Regions from separate parts of the Mus musculus genome. Here region 1 is linked to region 2. The links are chromatin contacts, called in public Hi-C maps. All regions are on one chromosome and are shown on one strand. The core of a region is the stretch at or near the end of the contact, and the rest is flanking DNA. Distances in the headings are between cores, read along the strand shown.

Region 1 (4,087 bases), core at 1,353-3,852, 360 kb after region 2:
AATAACTGAAAATTAATCAAACCATATTTAACATATCAGGCTACTTGAACCATCCACAAGTAAACTATTATGATCCTAGCAAAAGTGAAACATTTTAAAAAGATGTTAGCAAACACAAAAGTGAAGCATTGTGAATGAATTCAAAAGAAAGATCTCCTATGAAAAATAGATCCTTTGTGTATATTTAAATTTAAAAAGGATTGCATATAACTTTACAGGTTTTCTCTTGCTTACTATTTTTCTTTATCCATATCTTGACTGAGGCACTCATTGCCTCTCTACCTTAGACACAATATTTAAAAGCCTTTGACAGAACTGAAGCTGTGAAATGCTTTCCCAGAGTGATGCTGTTGATTTTGACAACAAAATAATGATTTGGTCATCATGTATTATTTGAATGTGTGTTTAGATTTCCAGACAGAATGATTCTTACAGAAAAATAAATAAATAACAGAGGAATTCGCTTTTACACCTTACGGTATCTCTATCTCTTGTGTAGTATTGTTTACCTTACCATAGATTTTTAAATGGAGATGCCTCGACTTAATTTTATGCATTTCAATATATGTTCACCTAGATAACCTATTTGAGTTTTGTTGTTGTTGTGTGTTTGAATTTTCTTGAACAGTTAAATCTGGTAGTAACATTTTCTGGTTCCAGCAGGTGAGTGAACTAATTTAAGCTAATTTATGGGTTAAAACACTGACATATGGGAAAGCCACTTTTTCTTCAATGTGAATTCAACAAAGGCCTCACCACATCCTGCACAGAATGTATTTAAGACAAATACAACATTTAATGTTAGTTTTCAATTGAGACCAAAATACATAATACATACTATAGTTAGAAATGTTAAAATGAGGTCTTCTTTGTGTTCTTGGATCCTAACATGTGGAGAGAATGGGAGTTTGTTTTAATACTTAAACAGCCTTAATAGGAGCCCTAGTCTGACTTGGATTTCACAGAGCTGTTTACAGGAGAGGAAAGTGTGCACTACATTTTAATTATTGCAGAAACTAGGGTCATCTCGGCAAACATTTAATGTTACACTTATGCCTCTTTTTCATTTAACTGTGACCTTTATTTATATTTGGAAACCATATTGCTGAGGAGTAAATCATAAAATGTGAGACTATACTTTAGGTCATTTCTTAATCAGTTTTTTGTTTCCAAAAGCGTAGTCTGAAGGGAACAGAATATTGGCACACTGAAAGGTATTGTGCAGGAAATCTTTAAATGATAGAACTGATAACACTGGATCAGGTTCCAAAATAATATTTAAATAATTGACACTTTAGATAGTAAATAAATTTAAATTATCAGATATTTGGAGTGAAAATCTCCTAAAGGTTTATATTGGCAATAATAAAAGACAAGCATACATGAAAGCAAATTTACATGCATAATATGTTTCTTATATCTATTTTGTATAACTAAAATAAATAGCAAATGATTTCAGAGGTAAATAAGCATCTTTATGCTTATTTAGTAAAAGGAACAAGTTTAAGCACTAAGTAGCATTTTGCATACATACCATAAAATACAAAATAGCACGTGCTTTCTGTTTACGTTGGTTACCAATCTTGATGTTCAAGGGAAGAGTGTGTAAAGTTAACAAGCAATTATTATTTGGCAAATTAGTACTCAACCACCATAAGTAAATAGGAAGCTTGAAACCTATCTGTTATACAGCTTCTTTAATTTGCATAGCACACTGGTGTGTTTGCTTTGCAAATACTTTGCAATGAATCATCATTTGTACTATACAGTCCAAAGAAAAGCAATCAAAATTCACAGCAAGACAATGAAATTAATTATAACTGTTGAATTCTGTGGTGGTAATTCCTCCTCATGCAGGAAGATTAATTGCATTGCACTTTCCTTGCACTCCACTAAATGATCTGATGAATGTATAATCATTTACAGATTTCTCAAATGCTGAAAATTGATTACCTTTGATTAGCTCTGATCTGCACAAAGAGCTCTGACAGAGTATCAGTGAAACATTACAACATTACAGACAAAGTAACAAATGATTTAATTACCAGTGTGCTTATTAATGTTAGATTCCCTGCAGTGATCCTGGCAAATCAGAGGCCTGTAATAGACCTGTGGGTTTCACTGAATTCCATTAGGGTTTAAATAATATTTCTCACTATTTCTCAAATCTTTCTTTTCATGGCTCCTTAATAACTCTAATTAATTTTAATTTGCACAAAAAAATCCACAGCATCTTTAGAAACTTTTAATTAGCTATAAAATAAAACTCTTCTCCTCCCAGGAAGACATATATGATCATCTTTGGAGTAGCCTCCCCAGTAAGTTCTCATTAATAGAAGTTAGCTCTCTGTGATAGTACCACATGTAATTCTCCAGCAAATGTTCAATTGTGCATGTGGCACAACTCTCGTCTTCTAGCTGCAAACAAAACAAGGTTTGTTTTATAAGACCAAAGTTAAGGAACAGTATGGTAAAATGTTTGCACGGAGTGTGGTAAGCACCGTCAGGGCACTTGTATTCTATCATTTGGTGACAATGCATGGCTTGCAACCATTCTGAGGACTATATAGCACAGGAGACGAACTGATTAAGAAACCCCAAGTGTATGCTGAAAGGAATAGAGTATGCAAGAGAACACTGGCCTAGTTAGACACAGAATGTAATGAATAATGTTGGCACAAACAAATCAAGCCCATCTAAACGAATATGAGAGAACATTCAGATCATTTTGGATTGGCAGCTTCTAGGGCTTTCCCCAATTTGATGCCATTATATATGACATTAGATTATTGTGAGGCAGTGACAATAAAAGCCCAGATGATCAGAGGAGTCAAACAGAGCAGCTTAAATTAAAATATGTGTCTACAAGTGTTTCCAGGCAAAGATAAATTAGAGGCTAGGCAATTAAAAGGTTGTTTAGAACAGAAATGCTGATATACAGACAACTTTACAATAATATTTCTTCACAGTGGCTTTGCAGTTCTGCAGCGATGAGGCAAAGGCGCAGGTGTTTCTGGGTGGCATTTCAAAGCCACTAGCTGAAAAACTTAAGATGTGGGACGCACAGCCCCTCATGCTGATGAATATGTTCATTATGCTCAGCGCTGTCAGCAGCAAAGCTATCCATCACAGTGCAACAGCAGAGAGTCGGGAGTCTCTTTTTGTGGAGAAATATTGAAGTCAGATTGTTGATGTCAGAAGTCAAAGTAGAGTTCAGCTATCTGTTTTATGAATCTGCCTGAGACACATTGTGCCTGTGCGCAAACTGATATCTAGCAGAGCTCATTTCAGTAAACGTGTGATTTAGAAGTCAGAAAAACATTCGTACAAACGAACTCAGAGCAGGCAGAGGCTGTGGCACGCATACATAGTTTTTACATTTTAATATGACACCGTTTGGTACTGTTTATCATCTGAAATCCAAACCATATCAACTCTCTAGCTACGCTATTTAAGATCTGTGTACTCTGAAAAAAAAAAAAAATACTCACACAATGAGAAACTATATGAAAGCCCTGCCTCCGCTACACAGGGAATGGCCTTGTTGGACTTGGCTCTGCTTTTATTTTCTTCTTCAAAATGAACCACAAATAATTGGTGAGTTCACTTGACTTTCAGTACAAAAATAGACCCTCTATGGGGTAAAAAATTCAATGAGTATTTACTGGTCCTACACTGAAGCACTTTGAGAAACCGTACTTGGAAGCATGCATCAGATAGCAGAACTGGTCCTCTCTCCTCCCTCTCTCCCTCTCTCCTCCCTCTCTCCCTCTCTCCCTCTCTCCCTCTCTCCTCCCTCTCTCCCTCCTCTCTCCCTCTCTTCTCTCCCTCTCTCCAACTCTCCCTCTCAATATTACTCACTGTATCTGATTATATACCATATGTGTAACCTTCATGCTAGACCTTCCTTGCTGAAGTCTTGGTAAACAGGAACACTCAGGACAAAAAAGAACAGATTCTCTACTCTCAGTTAGCTCTTTTGGACCTAATTTCATTCTTGGCTCACCTTAATTCAGAAGAGAGTCACCTTCTTTCTTTTTCAGTAGACTCTGTTTTCATTCATTTGTGATAAAAATGAATGAAATGA
Region 2 (4,585 bases), core at 511-3,010:
GTATCAAATCAATTTTAACAAACTGAAATGTTAAGTCTTGCTAACTTCTTCCCTGTATCTCCTAAGCTGTGTTTCATTTGAGACCACATTACATGAACATAGCTTTGAATTTAATGTCATTATTCCTGTGGGCAGGGGTGTTATTGTACATTGTCAGGTGTTGAAATCTTAACCTAGTATCCTTTTGATAATGACAAGCTTCCCCCTTCAATGTAAATAACAAGCAGAATGCTTTATAGTATAAGAAAACCAAAGTATAGTAATCTAGTTTCTTTAACATTGATTCTGCCCTTTGGGATTTTGTCATTAGACGGATTCAAATCGTAAGTATTAAAATGGTCTGAGATAAATAGTACCAATGGAATAGAAAGCAGAGAAAGAGAATGCATTCAAGGCTGACAACCTGAAATAAATCTAAAGGGATTAGGTGTGTGCTGTATCTCTCCTAAAATACATACTAAAACTGATTGTTCCTTTGCAAAGTTAGAATGTGTGCTTAACTTAGAGTCTCTGTTGCAACATCCACTTTGCTACCATATACAGGTGGGATAGTGTGTCAAATTAAGTGTTGGAGTGATATAATTTCTCACTTACCCCCAGACCTCAGCAAAAGAAAGAGCCCAGAGCTTTTTGGGTGCTGGGGTCACATGCTATGCAATGTTTTCCTCTTTCCTTATTTAGGAAGCTGGGCATATGTTCTACTGCTCTTGTTCTTAGAGTTCCAAACCAACCATAAATTTCTGTCTGTTATTTGAAATGAAGAAAAAGTTGAAGGTGCTGCCAGGATCACTGAAACTTTTTGTTGTTCTTTTTTGTAGTACACTATATTCTTTATTTCACAACACCTCACCACCACTTCTTGGGGTTACGGAGGAGGGCACCATATTTGAGAAACAGGTAAATTATGAGACATAAAGCACACTAATTTATAGACTAAATCTTGCCGAATGTCCTCTTAGCCAAAACAGCACTGCAAATACTACTATATAGTGTAATAGTGTTTATCTGTATATGCCTCAAAGACTGAGCTCTCAGAGTGAAATTATTTGTGAAATGCGAGGTACATTTGGGTTATTTTAGAGAAACAAATAAAAGATAGAATTCAGGTTACACATCAAGAAAACTGAACCAGGAGACCAAAATCAAACTTTCACATCAGATTTCATTTGACATGATTTCAAAATAAACTAAGTTCAGTAAACCTGTTGGCAGAGAAGTATCATTTGTCAAGTGATTAACAGGGACACAATCTGTAATTATGAATTGCCGAAAGCAGGCCTCTAATGAGAGGATGACTCACATTTTAGGGGTGAAGGGGGAGGGATCTCTCAGAAACTGTGATTTCATTTACACAACTCTAAATAGCTAATGGCAGGTAACTCTTGCCAACTACCCAGCCAACTCTTTCAAGCTCATTAACAGAACTCCATGGTCTCACTGAAGGGTAAACCATATGGAGGTGTCAGTAAGAACCAGAGATGAGAGACTGGAATGCATGTTTCGTCCTCTGTGAGTCAATCAGATGGGCAGTGATTTGAGCCTTTGTTTATCTGACATGACCTGTTCTGAAGTAAGAAGAGGAAATACATTTTTAGAGGTTACAAGGTTTTTTTATCTCCCCACTGCCTTAAAATGCACTGTTTAATTATTAAACAATTATTTCACTCTTGTTTCTCCAGTTTTCCATATCGTTGTCACATTTTGGTTCTGGAAAAACAATTGAGTAATAGCATTACACACATAGTAATCCATTGTTTGCTCTGAGCTTTGTTCTCAAGGGTTGTTAAATTGCTATCCACGATTTCCCTGGTGATTGACAACTTGCACCTCTAAGGTCACTTTAACTCTTTAGTCACATGAATCTTGGAAATGCTTGAGAAAACGAGAGTCTGTGGCAACTACAGAGGGCGCACCTTTAAAGCAAATGGGGGCGCTGTTTAATGGAGTCCTTCCAATCTGGATATCAAGTACACCTTTATGCAATTGAAATTCTCACTGGATATCCTTATGCTGCATTGGTCTTGGGAGAAATTAGAAAACTACCTAAATGCAATGTTCATATTTAAAAAACAGGTTTCTGTTCTATTCCTATCCTCAATCTATTCTGCAGAGATAATTCGAATCAGTTTTGCTGAGAGTTTGTGATTTCTCTTTGATTCATTCAATGAGTATTTGCTGGTCACACTTATCATAACAATATAAGGTCAAGGTACTAATGGAATGGCTTCAGATGTGTTAAACAGCCTCACCGTGCCTTTGAAGCTCACCCTTGATGGGTTGCTTAGGTCAAGAGTGGCACAGTGTAAGCAGTGGGTAAAGCCAAAAGGTTTATTTGCTTGGCTTACATGAGGTGAGAGAGAAGGTTGTGATATGCCAACTAATTCTCTAGAGATAATTTAGAGTCTGAGGACAGAGTGAAAGGAAAACTTCAGATTAATGAAAACAGCATGCTTATAGGCCTAGAAAGCAGTGAACAAATTAGCTTTAGATGTAAAATAATTTAGAATAAAGCACAGAGCTCAAAAGGGAATGAATGAGTAGAATTTAAATGGGATATTTATTATTAATTCAGGACTACCAATAGTAAAATCTGTGTGTGCGCGTGTGTGCTTACGCGCATGCGTGCGTGAGCATGTGCATGTGTGTGTGTGTGCGTGTGTGTGAATACCTCATGCTGGGCTCAGAGGCAACATCTAGATATCACTATGTATAGCAGCTGAAACCATGAAGATATTCACCATTCAGAGTAATGTGGGCTACAACAAGATCCACGTCCTGAAAGAAGACATTATGAAGGCAGAGGCAGACACACATAGAAACATCAGAGAAGATTGACCACTATGGCTATGCAACAGTGAGTTGTCATGAATGTCAGTGAGAGTTTCCACAAAAAATGCTAGGAAAAGAAATTCATGGAAAGTGAGTTTTTGAACAAATGTAAATTAAAATAGATAACCAGCCATCTTGAACCCTACATAGTACAAAGTTGGGATATGTAAGACTCTGTACTACTCTCCCGCATGTTCCCAACACCAGCGCCTGGTAAGATGTCAGCACCTTCCTGAGTAGATAACTGGGTCATTTAGTCTGCAATTATGCAAAGCATCATCTCAGGCATTGCACAGTCTCTCTGTGAATGTTCTGGTCCTCAAGCCTTACCCTGTCCTAGTAAGGGTTCTGTTTAACTTTATTGCATTAGGATCAATGTGGTGAAAATGTATCACTGGACACACCTGAATTTACAGCAATTCTGGCAGTGTATAGTGCTTGTGTATTCATGCACAAATCAACAGCAAGCTCAAGTCAGATCAAATACCAGCGTGGAGAGGGAAGGTGGGCTTGAAGTCCCACCCACAGTCACTAGTAATTGATCGTTGCTGCAGGAAGACAAAGAGTTAGTTTTCCTTAACAGTGGTGCCCCTAGTAAGTTGATCAGACTTCAGTGGTATATTAAAGAATATATGGGCAGTACAAATTGAACTAAATGTATAAGAAATGAACAACAATTTCTAAAATAAGTTGGGTACAGAAGGGTTGATCAGCAAAGAGGGGTGAATATGATCCAAATCCATTGAATTCTTTCAAATCTACTCATATATGTACATATAATTATTTATTTGGTATATGTCATATAGGTATATGTATATGGACAGAGAAATAGACTAATATGTGTTTGTAAGAGAGTCAGCTTTTTATTCCCTTCCTTTTGAAATGCTCTGTGGTATAGTGCTTGCCTATCATTTACGAGGCTATAGTATCCATCACCAGCACTGCAAAGACGTAATGTCTAGGCCCCAAATCCTTACCTTACATTGTTATAGTATTCTATATAAATTACACATGTGATATTATTCAGTAACTGAATATTTATCCTAAAATACCTGCATGTATTTTGTTATGCATAATCATCTAGCTTTCAATAAATCAGTTTAAATATTGGGTAACTATATTTGTATGTTATTGATTACAAAAGTATACATTAGGATTTAAAGGTCTAAACTGGAGAATATGCAACACCTTAACAGTTAGTTCTAGATGGAATTAATTAAGCAATGGCTAATGGGAACATTTTTACTTTGAGATATATCTATACACCAGTTCTATTTCCAGGATTCTTACCCTATTTAAAATAAGGTTTAAAATGTATTTCTCAAAATTTCATTAGCCTTTATACAGAAAACTGAAGTAACGTACTTACTCTCACAAGGAGCTAATTATGAGGAAGGGCGGCTTTCTTTTAGTAGAAAGGGGCATCCATTATTTGAATCAGGATATCCACTCACCCATCATTCTTCCAGCTTACTACTTACTAATTGAAAATGTAAGCTGTTACCTAATAGCCCAATACCACAGTGTAGTCCCTTATCCTAGAGATAAACCTGTCCAACAGCAATGTTAAGTCTCCATACCAACGGTCGTCACACACCCCTTCTAAAGAGGTAACCCTAAAATTTAGGAAGCAAACTAGGGAACAGAGTCATTAAACACTTGTGGCATTTATGGCCTCCAGCAAGGAGAAGACCGAGGTCCTTTTCAACTCCACAGAGGACACTAAGGCACCTGTCTTGAAACATGAATGTCCCGT

Evidence for each region. Hi-C and Micro-C count contacts between places; a contact is called where the count stands out from the background.
Region 1: a Hi-C map of neural progenitor cells shows a contact between it and region 2, with 2.0 times the contacts expected there. The contact joins two enhancer-like sites. A contact is called at or near these places in 3 of 484 Hi-C or Micro-C datasets (cortical neurons, embryonic somatosensory cortex and neural progenitor cells) and 1 of 115 datasets of contacts at active chromatin or transcription factors (embryonic forebrain).

The regions. Positions count from the first base shown.
Region 1 is chr12:50,189,314-50,193,400 of GRCm38.p6, forward strand. No RefSeq gene overlaps it. Among named protein-coding and RNA genes, the nearest start is that of Gm34523, 31 kb to the right of the region's middle. Within about 2 kb of position 2,603, at least 12 of the 459 cell types and tissues checked have an H3K27ac peak or open chromatin away from gene starts, as enhancers often do.
Region 2 is chr12:49,835,086-49,839,670 of GRCm38.p6, forward strand. No RefSeq gene overlaps it. Among named protein-coding and RNA genes, the nearest start is that of Gm25015, 260 kb to the left of the region's middle. Within about 2 kb of position 1,761, at least 6 of the 459 cell types and tissues checked have an H3K27ac peak or open chromatin away from gene starts, as enhancers often do.